2 separate regions of the Anas platyrhynchos genome follow, and region 2 is linked to region 1. Evidence: chromatin contacts called from public Hi-C data. All regions are on one chromosome and are shown on one strand. Each heading gives the region's core, a stretch centred on a gene start, on an enhancer-like site or on the middle of the called end of the contact. The rest is flanking DNA. Distances are from core to core; before and after follow the strand shown. Region 1 overlaps LARS2 (leucyl-tRNA synthetase 2, mitochondrial). Region 2 holds the start of CXCR6 (C-X-C motif chemokine receptor 6).

Region 1 (2,700 bases), core at 55-2,554:
GTACAAAGGATGTATCACTTGTATTTACATATTTTTCAAAAAGCTAGAATAAATCTGTCCATCTAAAGAAGAAACAATAAAAACAGGCTTCTGTATTTTACTTTATGTTTACAAAAATCACAGTCCAAAACACTATTTACTTTTGTGGTGTCTATTTCATATTTCACAATCTTATGAAATATAAGCACGTCGATCATGAGGAAAATTTACTTAATGATTTAAAGCACAGTAATTTATTCAATAAAATATTTAAATCATTATTAAATTATACAATAAATGTGCATGTTTTTACTGTATTAAAGCAGATGCCTTCTAAATGCTACTCCTTAAAACTTTTGATGACTATGAATCAAGGAGATATTTCAAAGAAAACCTTTAAATCAGGAGAGAGAAAGCAACAGGCTTCAAACTTTATCTTCAATATATTCATGTTTGAACAGGAGTTCCCTTCCTTGCATATTTTGCATACTTCCAAATACTGTGCAAGTACTGGCACATGGTGTACCATTCAGTCACCAAGCAGCACTGGTCTGTACCATGCTACCTGCTTTTATCAATGATATGAAGTAAGAGGATCTGTATAAATATTTTCTGAAGTCAGGTTTGAACACAGGTTGCCTGAAAAATCATTGTATTTATAAGTGAGTTAAAGTAACTTAGGGAGATGAAAAATGAAGTCAAATTTGGACAGTAGAAACAAACAAACAAACAAAAGTATTTTAAAAATAGGAGGCAATAATCAGCTCAAATGTCAATTATCTCAAATTATCAAAATTAATGAAAAGACAAATATTGGGAATAAAAGTCCTGTAATCCTATCAGCAACAAGCAAGTACAAAAATACTTTAGGAGATAACTTTCCAGGACAGTTTCTTCTACAAACTAAATAAACTACACCACCAAGGAAAAACAAAAACATTTTGTTCTCCTACCATTCAGTACTTCAGTCTGTTTAAGATTTCAATTATTAAAATAGCTACACTTGTTGCTAACTAAAATAAAGCTAATGTGGTAGCCAGAACATCAAAATCAGATAATATTCTCCACTGGAAGTGATTTTTCAGGGAACACTTATTTTTTAATGACAAAGCGTTAGTTCAGATCATATGCCAAGTTATTAAAAGCTGAATGCAGGAATGAGCATTTCCTATTTTTGTTTATGCTGACAGAGGCTACAAAAATGCAATACAAAATACATTACCAAGTATGGGGAACAAAAAACTCCACATGTTCCTAGTGGGAGACCGCAGGAGAATGGAGAAATGCCCAAAACGAGAAAAACAGAGCCTGTCTAACAAACACAGGGCTCAGAAACAAATTGAGCCCTGTAATGAATTTCTCCTGATGTGCAGTGTGGCTTTGCCAGTGTTGTAATGGCTCCATCGCATGGTCAGATGTAGAGTGACACTCTGATATGCACTAATAAGGCTGTACAACTATAACTTTCCCCTTCATAGAAACTGGTGTGCTTCCTGACTATGGAAGGGAATGGCAAAGATGCCACAGCACAGCACTTGGGGTAATTCTGATCTAAATACTGCAACACCAGCCTGTGGCCTGGCATCATAAAAACCTCGTGAGTAGTATGGCTGGGAAGCAATTGAAACTAAGCTGTGTCCATACAGACAGACCAGACCTTTCCAGCACAATAAACGAAGAGGTGGCTTGAGTTTCTCTGGATGCTCAGTCACATTTTAAATTATAAAGATGCTGAAACAGGATATGCCTTTACCTGCCTGTCATGTCTGTTTGCATCAATGCTGAAGTATGGGCACTTTGGCCTTCTTTTTATGCAGCTTTTGATTATCTTGCACATCAGATGGGTGCTCACCTGTGCAGTCTGTTTTGCATCTCCAAAGATTACCTGTACTAGGCATGAAGCATGTAACCCACCTTTTCTCCCTCAGAAATTTTCCTATACAGGTTCAGGTCTGTGACAGACCAATCTCTCTGTACAGGAGCACACAATGGATGAAGGAGCAAGCACGAGTGACAGCTAAGTGCTCCTGCTCAGTGCCACATCCTCAGGCTTCTGACTCTGCCCTGGGTAAAGCAAGTAGTGGGACTTTCAATCCAATTACAAATGACCCAGCTGGGTCTGTGGAGTCTGCAACAGTGATAAATAGTGGACTGAGAAGAAGGGCCAGCACTAGCAAGGGAGCTTACTCAATGTGTCTGCATCCCACATCTTTAGGAAGCTGAGAAAGCCCAATACTGTGCCCCAGAGCTGAGACAAGACCTTGGTCAGTCAATGGCAGCTGAGTTCAGAAGCTCATGAAATGTGCAGTTAGATCCATCTGAAACAAGCTGGCAATCCTGTAGAAGGCCACAATATAAATGCCTAGGGGGGTAGGAGCAGATCATTTTAGGTAGAAGAAAGATCAAACGGTATCGAACAGCCAGACCATACAGTCAATAGCTGAGTGCTTTTAATGAAAATCAACACTTGTGATCAAGTCCCTAATGAACTTTGAGATGCTCTAACACCCTTCCTTTATAGAATAAGCTTTTTCTGTCACAGATGCCTTATTTTATTCTGTAATGCAGCTGTGTAAAAATAGCACCTTCTTATTCAACACATTTGCTTTCTATCAGAGTCCTATCTGCTGACTTAATGGAAACAATAAACTTTTTTTATTGCTTTATAATCCTTCAGGGAAGATGTGCTAGATTCCATTTACAATTATTCATCAGACAGAG
Region 2 (2,700 bases), core at 75-2,574, 150 kb before region 1:
GCATTGTTTTGTCTCAAACTTCAGAGTTGCTCTGCCTTGTCAGACTGTTCATGGACTTATTCCAGCTTTTTTCAAAAGAAGGAACAGAAGTAATATTTCTACCTGAACTCAGATAGTGGGAAAGCATTGTGTAAGGTAAACAGGAAGGAGGAAGAACAGAATGCTGTGATCAGGAGAATTTTGAGCAAGATAAGTTTATTTGCAGGAAAATGTTAGAATGTGTAATGGACTGAAATTAGGTTCTAAAAAGATATAGAATTTTAAATGAAGCTTAAATTGCACAAGAACAACATCATGGTAAGAGAAATGAATTGAAGAAAGCTGCGCAGTATCCAGTATGTTAATACAGGTTTTACCTTGAGATCTGGTTCGTTTAGAATTAGCTGTCAAAATAATGAAATGGAAATTCAGGAAAGTAATGGTGAGCAAGAACATGCTATTCCGGTTTGCTCCGGCATGGATAGTTCTCATCCTGTCACCAGAAGAAGGGTGTTTATAATCTCCAGGACACTGGGAATTCAGAGTACATGGATTTGGTTATAGCAGGAGCTGGTAGTCTGTGTTACAGTGGTGCTTTTGTTTTGTTTTGTCTTCGTTTGTTTGTTGTTTATTTGTTTTCCCATTTGGTTAAATAATGCTCATCAACATCATTTAATTTTACCTTGCTTAAAAATGAACCAATTTCATTGCAAAAGGGTTTTGAGGTTGTAATCAGAAAAGGTGAAATTATCTCATGTATGTATTTGTTGGGAAAGAGAAGCAGTTTTCAAGCAAATATAAGTAGGAAAAATAGATTCTGGAGCATAAATGAAAATGAGATGATTAATACAAATATCATCTAAGTTCCAGCTATCCAAAAATTGTCTAAAGGACTTTTTCAAAAGCTAACAAGTGTAAATGAAAAAGCTGCTGCAGGAAAAAAGCATCAGAAAAGATTTAATAACAAAACTAAAATGCAATATCAGTATCTCCAACACTTTGAATATAATCCCACCATTTCTCTTTGATTTTGCATATCAAATCAGACATCTATTAATCTAACAAAATCTTTCAAGTTTGAATCTTTTAAATGCTAAAGCTGTATTTTTACTGTCTACCTGTTTACCTGAAGTCGAGAAAACAGTCACTTACTAAACAGTGTCACATCTTGGCGATACGCAGCTGTCATATCTTGCAGAGGAAGTCAGAAGCCAGCAGTTTGCTTTATTTATCAGCGCTAAATCTGTGTAGCTGTGTCACAGCTTTCGTAGCTGTTGACCAAAGCAACGTGATGTGAAGTTACTGCTTTGTTTTTGAGGCACATCCTTGAGTGATGCAACTGCAGGTACGGTAATATGAACGTGCGGTGATCTCAAGATCCAGTTCAAAATATCTGTGTTTTCATTAACCTGTGGCCTTTCTATTGAAATGACCGGAATCAAATGATGTATTTTTCAAAAAATATTTGCAGACTTAAAACTTAATCTGCATGTACCACTTTCCTGTTTTGACTACTTGTGTACTTTATGAGAGCTATTGGAAAATACTAGGTTTTCCATTTTTTTTCTAGGCTTTGTATATTTTTCTGGAAAAAAAAATATTCCAGTGCCTTTTTTTTTTCTCTTTTATTTTTGCATCTGAGATGAGTAGAGCAGAGATGCACAGAAATACATTGTGTTGGTGGCCATCCCCAAGTGAGTCTTTGACCTCTAAGGCAGTCTTGTTCCTGGTTAACGTTAATGCATGTGCTAAATTTTCTTTCAGAGACAACAAAAAAGCTGGGAGGGCCTCTGTATGTTTAAAAAGGAGATGGAAGGAGCCCACCCTATGCAAGGGTGACTCTTTTTCACTTGCAGAGGTAGAATTGACTTACAGCCTGGGGGTACAAGACCTGGGAGAGAAATAGTTGTGAGGAGGTCCTGGAGAGGGTGCAGAGAAGCAGAGGTGCCTGGGCGATGCCACTGGATGAGGTGATAACTCTGCTCTTGTTTGTCCCTTCTGTGATTAGGGACAGCTCTGTGCACTCCTTGTAACCAAGCTACAAGCCTGGCCTCTGCCACAGCTCTGCATGAGCCGTATCTTTCATTTGGCCTTTCCTGTGGTATTCTTTCCTAGATAAGAAGCCTGCACATGCCGTAAAGCAAAACTCTGCATTGTATGCGACATTCCAGGTGGTTTCCTAGATGTGTTTCCAAGGTGCATTTATCAGCTGTGCTTGCTTCCTTAGCGAGCCTCACTGCTCTTGGTAAACTTTGCAGACTCATCTTCAGAAGCAGTGCTCAGTGTAGAAAAGTTGTAGCCTTTGTCATGGACAGATTCTGCCAGAGAGGGAGGCAGTGTGCAGAAAAAACAGCCCATGAAGGTAGGTCTCTGCAGCAGCCTGTGCAGAGCTGCAGTGCTGTGGGGATTCAGCCCCGCAGAGCGCTATGCTTGCATCTCTGTGTCCTTGGATGTGGTACCTGCAAATCTGGCCTAGCCCTACAGCGTCATTTACTGACAGAAGATCACTTGCAGAAGAAATGCATGGCCCCATAATGCTCTTTAAAATTACATTGAATTCTCCCTTGTGCTTTGGTACACGTAGTAGCAATTCCTGTCTCAGAGAAACAAATCTGCAGCAAGGTGCTAAATATTAACAAACTGTTCCAGGTTGCAACAGCTGCCCGTTTTTAGCAGTTATTTTCAGATGCAGAATGGGATATGAGTATGACAAAGCTGTGG

Evidence for each region. A called contact is a pair of places that touch in the nucleus more often than the background predicts.
Region 2: a Hi-C map of skeletal muscle shows a contact between it and region 1, with 2.3 times the contacts expected there. The contact joins the promoter of CXCR6 here to the enhancer-like site in region 1. A contact is called at or near these places in 3 of 8 Hi-C or Micro-C datasets (skeletal muscle and subcutaneous adipose tissue).

What each region holds. Positions count from the first base shown.
Region 1 is chr2:113,947,420-113,950,119 of IASCAAS_PekinDuck_T2T, reverse strand. All of the region lies in intron 14 of LARS2 (leucyl-tRNA synthetase 2, mitochondrial), which reads right to left. Among named protein-coding and RNA genes, the nearest start is that of LIMD1, 34 kb to the left of the region's middle. Within about 2 kb of position 1,304, at least 5 of the 8 cell types and tissues checked have an H3K27ac peak or open chromatin away from gene starts, as enhancers often do. A contact at or near this core is called in subcutaneous adipose tissue, where this site is marked.
Region 2 is chr2:114,096,246-114,098,945 of IASCAAS_PekinDuck_T2T, reverse strand. It overlaps CXCR6 (C-X-C motif chemokine receptor 6), which reads right to left and starts at 1,324. Exons shown (of 3, transcript XM_038174297.2): 1 at 1,132-1,324. The region is part of intron 14 of FYCO1 (FYVE and coiled-coil domain autophagy adaptor 1); the gene reads left to right.